Linked DNA regions of Mus musculus: regions 2 and 3 are each linked to region 1. The links are chromatin contacts, called in public HiCAR-type and promoter capture Hi-C maps. All regions are on one chromosome and are shown on one strand. Each heading gives the region's core, a stretch centred on a gene start, on an enhancer-like site or on the middle of the called end of the contact. The rest is flanking DNA. Distances are from core to core; before and after follow the strand shown. Region 1 holds the start of Rfxap (regulatory factor X-associated protein). Region 2 holds the start of Rnf13 (ring finger protein 13). Region 3 holds the start of Foxo1 (forkhead box O1).

Region 1 (3,383 bases), core at 605-3,104:
AGAGAGAGAGAGAGAGAGAGAGAACTGGAGAGAAAGCTTAATGGGTAACATGCTGCCTTCCAAGAATGAGGACCACAATTTCATCCCAGCACCCATTCGGAAGCCCACCATGGTCATACATGTCTGCAACCCTAGGAATGGGGCAGGTTCTACTGCTGGATTTACAGAGTTTGTCAAACTAACCAATCAGTGAGCTCTAAGATTAGTGCATGTGGTTGTTTCACTGTGCTTGGCCCAGGGAATGGCACTACTGGGAGGTGTGGCTATGTGGGAGAAGGTGTGGCCTTGTTGGAGGAAGTGCATCACTTTGGGGTTGGGTTTTGAGACTCTTCTAGCTGCCTGGGAGTCTTCTGTGTGCCCTAGAACAAGATGTAGAACTCTCCGCTTCTCCAGCACCATGGACACTGCCATGCTTCCCACCGTGTCGAAGATGGGAGAGAATGTTTGCAAGCTACATTTGATGAGTAGTTAACATCAGAATGTCTGCTGGTGAGATGGCTCAGTGGGTAAGAGCACCCGACGGCTCTTCCAAAGGTACCACATAGTGGCTCACAACCATCCGTAAGGAGATCTGACTCCCTCTTCTGGAGTGTCTGAGGACAGCTACAGTGTACTTGCATATAATAAATAAATAAACAAACAAATAAAGAATTCAAACAAAGGCTGGGCGTGGTGGCGCACGCCTTTAATCCCAGCACTGGGAAGGCAGAGGCAGGTGGATTTCTGAGTGGATTTCTGAGTTCGAGGCCAGCCTGGTCTACAGAGTGAGTTCCAGCACAGCCAGGGCTATACAGAGAAACCCTGTCTGTCTCAAAAAAACAAAAACAAACAAAAAAGAAAGAAAAGAATTCAAACAAACGTAATAAAAATAAGTAATAACAATAATAATAACCTAATAATCCTATTGAAATGGGCGATGTAGTTGGTTCACAAAGGAAAGCATGCAAAGACCAACAGGTGTATGTAATATACATCCCTAATCCTGAAGAACAGTGTTATCTATCTCATCCCAGATGAAACGGTTATTATCAGAGATAAGATATCTATCGAGCACTGGCGGGGGTTGGGGGAATACGGGAAAAGGGACCTCTCCTACACTGCTAGTGTGAACGCCAACCCGAGCACCCACTATGGAAGACAGAGAGCAGCTTGTGGGGAAAATAAAAACAGAACTGTCACATGAGTCAACAATCTCATTACTGGGAATGTCAGAAAAGGCAGGAGCGTCCGCACTGGGTAGAAACCCTAAGGCGAACCAGAGCTTGTGAGCAAGCTTTCCTCCATGTCCCCATGGGACTTGACTGGGATGCATTAGCCAAATAAACCGTTTCCTCCTCGAGTTGTTTCAAACTCCTCTTCAGGCCTCTCGGGAACCTAATCTATCCAGAGACGTTCCAGGAGAGACGCGTTTTGAACCCGTCAGGGAGGATGGGTCCAGGCAGAAAGTGTCTCCTGGCCGTCCTCCAGTCTCCATTCTCCAGTCTTTCCAACTGGTGAGCGCCAGGCGAGCGGAGGACAGCTGCGCATGCGCAATCGGGACTTCTGTCAGCCGCTCCGCCCCGCCTGGAAGGAGACAGGGTTTCTCTGTGTAGCCCTGGCTGTCCTGGAACTCACTTTGTAGACCAGGCTGGCCTCGAACTCAGAAATTTGCCTGCCTCTGCCTCCCGAGTGCTGGGATTAAAGGCATGCGCCACCACGACCGGCTGTCAGCCGGGTTCTTGGTCAGCCTGCACCTAGGAATCGCTTGCGGATGGCCGCCGCGCAGGCGCAGTCGGTTCTGTCTCGCACCTGCTCAACCCCGCCCCTCTCGCCGTTCCCAAGCAGAGGCTCGCGGACCGCTACGGCGCACGCGCAGTGCAGTGCTGGCGGTTCGGCTCCGGGACGTGCGGCGGGCTGCCGCTTGTCGAGTACGGTTGTGTTTCTCAAGAGCTGACGGGCCGCGGTGGCGGACCCGGGCTCGGGCGGCAGCACGGAGGCGCAGGCTGTGCCCGAGGGCTCGGGGCCGAGCACCGCCAGTCCCCGGACGGCCCCTCCGGTGACGGTGCTGGTGATGCGGCAGGACGAGGCCGAGGCGGACGGCGCTCTGAGGCCGGGCCTGGCGGGGAGTGAGGCGGCGGCAGACGCCGAGGACGAGGCGGGGGACGACGACGCCGACCTGCTGGACACATCGGACCCGGCGGGCGGCGGCGAGAGTGCGGCCAGCCCGGAGGAGCTGGAGGACGAGGACGCGGAGGGTGGCGGCGCAGCGCGCAGGCGAGGCTCCAAGACCTGCACGTACGAGGGCTGCCGCGAGACCACCAGCCAGGTGGCCAAGCAGCGCAAGCCCTGGATGTGCAAGAAGCACCGCAACAAGATGTACAAGGACAAGTACAAGAAGAAGAAGAGCGACCAGGCACTGGGCTCTGGCGGCCCGTCCGCGGCCAGCACAGGCAACGTCAAACTGGAGGTATGCTTGCTCCTCGGGGCCCCGGGGCCAGGGCAGATGGGTGCCAACCTACTTGGTACACACTCAGGGTCTCCCCAAGGGCTCATCCTCTGCTCCAGCTGACATGGGCACTTTGGAGGTGATCTACACCTCTCCTTAGTAAACCCTTCCCAGTGTCTACCCCGAGGCATCCGGCACATTGACACACCCTGTTGGTTTTCTGTAACTTTGGTGACTTTGTTTTTTTTTCTTAGACTCCCTGGCCCCTGAGAAAAGTTGGATTGACAGTGGGGTAGTAACTTACAGCACACATGGGCGTTGCTCGGTTGCTTGATTCAAGTCAAGCTTGGAAGAGAGACGCCAGTGCCCTGCAATTGGGCTTCTGCTGCTAGCTGTCTGTATTTAGGTCCATTATTCATCTCCCTTAAGTCTCGGCTCCCTCGTCTTTTGCCCTTAAGATAATGCCCAATTAGTGTTTCTTCGGATTTATTTTGGTTAGGTGAAAATTATAAGTGGTGTGCATTTCAGCTCAGACCCAGCAAAGTCCACCTAAGTATTAGAGCTGTTTAAAAAACAAAACAAAACCCGTAAAAAGTAGAAAGACTCCTTACCACAGAAGTTCCTTTTGAAGGGGAACTTCTAACATTTGTGGAAGTTTGGCCTAGATGACTCAAAATTATTGCTACTATAAACGTCTGATTTTTGTGGTATTAGCATTATCCTACCTACACAGTGCAAGGCCTGGAGTTGTGAAGACATAAGGTTCTCTACAGTCAAGTCAGCTATAGCATTCCATGTACTGTGTATGTAAAGGAAGCGGTCCTATAAATAGGGTAACTGGGGAGAGTTAGAAGAAGAAAAAAATCTTCGCTTTTGTGATACTAGAATCCTCTTTTAGAGTTTTTAATATTTTGAGACCTAAAACATGTATGTATGGAAACCTTCTTATAACAAAAGT
Region 2 (3,383 bases), core at 521-3,020, 2.9 Mb before region 1:
CCCTATACAAAGACTATAGTCTATATAATCAATTCAAGGAAGCATAACTATGATACAGACATATTTTATTTCATTTAATCTTCACAACTTCACCCTTTTTTCATTTTTTTTAACTTTCTCACTTATTGTGTGTGTATGACTTGGGAGGTAAGACATATACCACAAGGTTCATGTGGAGAGCCGAGGACAGCTTTGTGGAGTCAGTTCTCCCCTTCTTCCTCTATGTGGGTTCTGGAAATCTAATCCAGACCATTAGAACTGCAGGGCCAGCTCTACTACTCACCAAACATCTCACTAGCCCTTTCCATATTTACTGATGTCACCCAACACTGGAGGGTAAGTCTAGTCTGATTCCCAAATTTGAAACTCTTTGGAAACAGTTTTTTGTTTTGCTTTGCTTTGCTTTTTGCCTGATTCTACAATATTACACTTTATATCTTCCTCTTGACCCGCATAAAAACAAAAACAAAAACAAAAAAAAAACTATACCTGAAATTAACTCTATGGCCATAGATTATAAAAAGAAGAAAAAAGTCTATTAATGAATCCCTGTGGCCCTCCACACTCAACTCCTATTTAAAGACCACAGTCCTCTGAAATGAATTCTTTTTGACCCATTAAAAACTGTCTTTAAACAAGGCTTGATGGCTAGTAATTCCAGTACTGAGTAAGCTGAGGCAAAAGAATGGAAGTCTGAGATCAGACTGGGCTACATGTAAGGACCATGTCTCAAATAAATAAACAATGACCCTGTGGCCAATTAAACTCTCAAAAGTTCTTCCCTAAATCTTTAAATAGCCTGTCTCTACTGGCTCTTGGGAGGCACGGCCACTTTACTGTATTGTATCAGAAAGTGCAGCTGTCTTCTGGGCACTGCTGAAAGGAACGCAGTTTCCACTGGAACTGCTGCATCACTGGTAGAAAACAGTATAATCCAGGCAGGTTTGGGGCAGACATCAGCCTATAGCAGCTGCCCACGGTGCTGAAATTGAAGATTAAAATGGGAGTTATGGAAATTAACTACTGCCAGATTAGAAGAAAATAGGGCAATTGACCATAAGCAAGCAGAGAACATGCAGCAAAGTTGTTTCCCTCTCAGGGGCAGATCAATTCAATAAGCGTCCTTGCAAAAAAGTTCGGACTTCCAACATTGGGTAGGAAAAAAAAAAAAAAAGGCAGTATGTGGCCCTAGCAAGGTCACGTCCAAGCCTGTGAGCTGAGCTTTTACGGAAGGAAAGGGGAGTGGGTGAGAAAAGGAAGGAAGCAAGCGATGAGATTTTCTTCTTCTTCTTTTTAAAGACAAAACAGCCCGAGAGTATTTTCGCCGAGGACTTAAGAGGCAAGTCCTGGACTAGAGAAGTCTTCCAAGTATCTTTCCAGGCCACGGGGACCTCTGGAAGGGGCCGTGGGAAGCAAAATCCATAGCCCGACAACTTCAGATCTACCAGCCCGCAGGATGGGATGCTAAGGACTCCTCTCCCGCACGGGCCTGTGCTGTCACTGCACGTAGCAGAGGAGCCCGACCGTCCCCACCTCGGGCTACCGCACCCAGGCCGGAGTGGGTGTGTTCTCCCGGCCAGGCCCGACAACCCCCGCCTACCGCTGCGGAGCCACGCTGGTTCTTACCTGAAGTCCGCCCCCGGAACCTAGGCTCACGGCCACCCAAGAGAAGTCGCTACCCGGACTTCATGACTGAGTATCCGCACTGAGCCCCTACCCAAGCAAGTCGGAGAAGGGACCACAACAGCGGGCAAGCGGAAGTCCCGCCTCCCATGCCTCATTGGCCCATACTCGGAGGTAAAGAAATATTATTGGGCTGTGATGTTGCCCGTCACGGCCCCGCCCCTCTCGCGGAGTCGCGCAGCCTGCCTCTGCTGGGTTGGGAGAATTGCCCAGTTTTTGAGTGTCGTTCTGAACCGCGTGATACATCATCCCTATTAGGAACGGGGAAGATGAGGGAGGGACGGCTTTTGGAAGCCCTGGGTGCGGTGGAGAAGCCACCCTGGACTGCCCCAGCCTGATCCGCAGATGATTGGCTTGCAGAGTGAGGCCCTAGCGAAGGCTGTGTGTCTGAGTGGCCCGCAGCGATCCGAGGCCGAAGAGCCGCGAAGTGTCTTGCACCCTCCCGGGAGAGGGCCGATGAGGGCGGGGAACTCCGGGTGACGCCTTGCGCTGGAATCCAGGTCGGGTTAGAACTAACCGCCCGAGGTTTATGCAAGAACCACGAGGCCTGGCAGGGAGCCGGGCTGATCAGCTCACTGCTTGACTAGCCAAAGTCCAACCACGCGATTCAGTCCTCAAAACAGCCTTTCAAAAACCATGTCACCTTTTGAGGAACGAAAATCTCATCCCTTGAGTTCTCATACTTTTTCACCCCCTAGTCTGAAAAAGCAGAGTTCTTGGATTGAAATGACCTATTGGGCCATCAACATTAACAGCTCCTAAACTACTGCCTTTTGTTTTTAATGCGGTTTGATGCAAAGATTCTGACATGCCCTAATCGAACTGGCCCTAATAAAGCATCTTTGAGGCCCATACTGGCATCAAATATTTAATTAACATGTTTGGATTTTGGTTGTGGGGGGAGTTATTACAGGAATGTAAGTTGTTTATAGCCTCGTTTGCTTCAGGAGCCCTAAGTAGGTGGGGAACAAGAATAGAAAGATTTCCTATTCTTTTTTCTTGTGCCTTTTAAACTAGAATCTACTCTAAATACCACTCAAGCAATTTAAGAAAACAAATGTAAGGGATTGAAGATTGAGTTCACAGTCAGCACCCAGAGCACTTGCCTAGCAAGCACTAGACTCTGGGTTACAGAAAAGGGAGGGAACAAAAAAGAATCAGATTAGAATAATAAGGACCATCAAAAACATTTTCAGCTGCATAGCCCATAATTGTATAGTTAATGTATTTTTCATGTATTGGGAAGAAGACATTCACAACTATATAACTGTGCTTTGACAAAGTCATGAAGGTCGAGATTGGGAATATTGTTATGAAGGCTAGAGTACTATACAGAGAGGTGCTATATCTTTTGATGCATCTTTAATTAAATTCTCTCAAAATGGTTTTCTATATTAAATTAGATTTCTTCCATAATATAAAAGTTTTTTTAAGGACAAAAAATAAAGCCAGTTGCTAATTCCTTAAATAGAAACTCTTAAGAAGAGAACATTTTGCTTCTGTATTCAGTCTGCTCTGTAATCCATGGTAAATATATAGTTCTCTCAGAAATAAGCAAGGTAATGTATTTGTGTTGCACTTGGGCAGACTAATGGTGATATATATATATATATATATATATATATATATATATCCCTTGTATTGAATGAAGGCAAATTAGAAGATAGAGTGGAAAATAATATTTTCAATTGTCTTTTTTT
Region 3 (3,383 bases), core at 458-2,957, 2.5 Mb after region 1:
ACCCAGTGAGTGGGAACGCTCGACCACCTGCTCAGTGCCCAGGCCACTTTGGTTAAAACCAAATTTGCCCCGGCCTCCGCAACTTTCTGCAACCGCTGGCCCGCACACGGCTCAGCCAGCTGCGCGTTTGGCTATCCCAAAAGCTGCGGGAGCCCCGCGCCTGCGTGCGCGCGCGTGGGGGTGGGGGATGTCTCCAGTGCGCCCCGCACCTCCGCGGTCGGGTCCCGGGGAAACCTTGGCGGCCGAGGGTCGGGAGAGTGGGTGCGCGTGTGGGTGGAGGAGTCGCCCGACCCCCTCGCAGGAGGTCTGGAGTGTCAAATGGAGAGGGACCTTGGAAGCGAACCCCTCGCTCCAACAACTAAGCTAACTTTCACGCCTGCTCTGCCATTTCACTTAAGTTCCCAAACGAGCCCTGCCCGGGTCTCTCTAGAAGTCCCTCGCCTGCACCTGGTCCAAATTTGGCTCTGGGTCTCCGGGAAGCCCCCGCCACACCTGCCATTTCTCGCCCCGCTCTCTCCGTGCGCCCATCATTTCCGGGCCCCGAACACCCACACTGCCGACCCTCCGCCGGCCCCAACACATCCCCACCCCACCCCCCAGGGCCGCCCAGAGGCCGTTCACCTTCCAGCCCGCCGAGCTGTTGCTGTCGCCCTTATCCTTGAAGTAGGGCACGCTCTTCACCATCCACTCGTAGATCTGCGACAGGGTGAGCCTCTTCTCGGCTGAGCTCTCGATGGCCTTGGTGATGAGGTCGGCGTACGACAGGTTGCCCCACGCGTTGCGGCGCGACGAGCTGGTCTTGCGCGGCTGTCCCGCGAGTGGCCCCGCGGCGGCGGCAGCGGAGGGAGGCACGGGTGGGGGCTGCGACAGCGGCCCGGTCGGTGGGGGCTGTGGCGGCGCTGGGTGCACGCAGCCCGCCTCGGGGCCCTGGAAGTCCCCGCACAGGCCCCTGCTGGCCGCAGCCGCCGCCGCCACGGCCACGCAGCCTGGCGCCCGCGCGAAGTCCTCACTCTCCTCCAGCAGGCTCAGGTTGCTCATAAAGTCGGTGCTGACAGCGGACGCCGAGGCCAGGCTCGCCGCGGCGTCGGGGTTGGCGGCCGCGCCGCCCGACGGCGCCGGACTGGAGGTGGTCGAGTTGGACTGGTTAAACTCCGGCCTGGGCAGCGGCCAGGTACAGGAGCGCTGCCGGGGCAGCGGCTCGAAGTCCGGGTCGGTCTCCACCACCTGGGGCGCTTCGGCCATGGTGCCCCCGCCCCTCCCCCACCAGCAGAGAAGTACCGGGAGACGCGGCCACCGGGGGCGCGGAGCGGGCGACCCGAGTGTCGCTCCGAGATTGGGGGGCCGCGGACGGCGGACGCACGCCGGAGTCAGGCGCGGCGGGGCGCAGCGGACGGACGCGCCCAGAACTTAACTTCGCTGGGTCACCGGTGTCTAAGGAGCCTCCGAGTTCGTGCCTAGGACGGGGCACCGACCAGGCCGCGGAGCCCGGCAGCTCGGGCACCGCGCTCCCGCTGACAAGGGCCGCGGACGCCAAGGCAGACGGGCGGACGCTGCGGGCCGCTCTAGCTCTCCGCGGCCGCGCGACAGCGGCGCTGCTGCCTGTTGAATGTGGCGGCGGCGGGGACTGAAGCGACTCCGCAGACTCCCGTCTTACGGGATCTGCAGCGGGCTCCCCGCCCGCGGCGGCGCGCGCGCCGCCCCGCCCCTGACTGACAGGCTGCGCGGCCAATGGACGCGCGAAGTCTCCGCCGAAGCAGCCAATGAACGCGGGCCTGGGCGGGCGCTGCCTTCCCTCGGGAGGCGGCAGTAGGTTGGTGGGGGGCGGTGGGGTATTTTTCTTTCTCACACACTTTTTTTTTTTTTTCCAATCTCCGTTATTATTTTCTGTAATTCTCAAGTGTTTCTGAGTCTCTGGCGTCTCAGCGATCGGATTGCTAGGAGGCAAACCGGCGTGGAGGCGGCTACCATACTTTTGTTTACTACAGAGTGCAATCGAGTACTCCAGGCAGAGCCCAGACCCTGACTCCCGGGATGGCGCGGGGCCGCTGCGCGCTCCCGGACGCGACGTGGGCGGTGGGGCGCCTCGTGGATTCCACTCAAGCCCGCTCCGCCCACGCGTCTTCGCGCAGCTCTCGGGAAGTCGGTGGGGTTTGTTTTGGAGGAATGTTTTCTTAAGCTGGCATCTGCCCTGGCCGCCCCAGGCGCGCAGATCCTTCGGTGAAGACCCGTCGCTCTGCGGCTCCGGAGTAACCGCTTCCCACCCTACCTGTGCACACCTGCAAGACGAGCCTCTGCGGCTCGGTCCAGCCCCCAGCCTCCACTCATCCTGAACCCCAGAGAGGTGCGGCGCGGGGAGAACACTGTTGCACAAGCACCTAGCTCCAGTAGCGCCTCAGATCCGACGTCTTCTATGGGAACCGCTTTTCTGCCACGGGAATCTCACTTTTTCCTGAGGACCGGTGTGGTGGCTAAAGAGTCAGAGGAGCGCTTAGAGACAACTTTGTCACTTTATTACCCCTAATTAAGTTTAACTGCTTGCTTATTTCTTTTTTATTTAGCATGGAAGCGATGAGGTGTTGAAGTCGCAAAAGGAGATAAGCCCCAAGTGTTGGGGCACAGCTCCGCCCCTCAGTTCTTTAAACTCACAGAGTGAGCTCCCAGACCCGCGTATCTAACACACGTCCGGCGGAGCCAAAGGTAGAAAGACAGTGGTTCTTTTTGCCTTACAGAATAGAAGAAAATGTTCCCTCGCTTGATCCTCTGATTTGCTTTCTTTTTTAAAAAAAAAGAAATATGGGTGGCATTTTCTTTTATTGGCTAGGATGCTTTAGAATTGAAGATGCATATTAGGGCTTTAAATATGTCCAAAAACGCAGCTCCAAATGTCTTGTTGCGGTTGTACTTCGCTCTTCTTTCTTACGTGGAGTTTTTCTATGTAAAATGAGACTCCAAAAGAAAACCAGCCTTCTTACTCCTTCCACTTTGTCTCTAACGTCTCGCTAATCCAGGCCCCTATTCCCCTATTCATAATCCCTTTTTCTGAAACGGCTGCCTACTGATAAAAGTTTTGAGTGGCGATCCTGAACCAGAGGTGCCGAGGACAGTTTGGTTAACTGTCTCTTCACCTTGACTACAAAATTTGGCTTTGACAACCGCTGGGAGACTCGAGTAAATGGATGAGCCTAAGCAGGACCACAAAGAACAACCCTCTGGTGCTCCTTTGTAATCACACTCTGCCGAGGTGGGCCCACAGTCAGACAGCCGCACCCTACAAATAGGCGGAGCACTAGAGGACCATTCTTGGCGATGAAATCCAGCTGTGAATTTGGCCTTCGCCTCATTTCTGTTTCGGTTTCTCAGGGACTGTTGCGATGAGAGCATTT

What was found. HiCAR-type assays count read pairs that join an accessible place to other places. Capture Hi-C pulls out chosen DNA fragments and counts their contacts.
Region 2: a contact with region 1 is called in a promoter capture Hi-C map of adipose tissue, with 4 times the contacts expected there. The contact joins the promoter of Rnf13 here to the promoter of Rfxap in region 1. A contact is called at or near these places in 1 of 39 promoter capture datasets (liver), 1 of 484 Hi-C or Micro-C datasets (CD4 T cells), 1 of 115 datasets of contacts at active chromatin or transcription factors (astrocytes) and 1 of 9 other capture datasets (adipose tissue).
Region 3: a HiCAR-type map of astrocytes shows a contact between it and region 1, with 2.6 times the contacts expected there. The contact joins the promoter of Foxo1 here to the promoter of Rfxap in region 1. A contact is called at or near these places in 1 of 39 promoter capture datasets (liver) and 1 of 115 datasets of contacts at active chromatin or transcription factors (astrocytes).

Annotation. Positions count from the first base shown.
Region 1 is chr3:54,806,262-54,809,644 of GRCm38.p6, reverse strand. Rfxap (regulatory factor X-associated protein) reads left to right here and starts at 1,854. Exons shown (of 3, transcript NM_133231.2): 1 at 1,854-2,446. The coding sequence starts at 1,970.
Region 2 is chr3:57,734,444-57,737,826 of GRCm38.p6, reverse strand. It overlaps Rnf13 (ring finger protein 13), which reads right to left and starts at 1,770. Exons shown (of 10, transcript NM_001113413.3): 1 at 1,627-1,770.
Region 3 is chr3:52,266,661-52,270,043 of GRCm38.p6, reverse strand. Foxo1 (forkhead box O1) reads right to left here and starts at 1,707. Exons shown (of 3, transcript NM_019739.3): 1 at 622-1,707. The coding sequence starts at 1,242.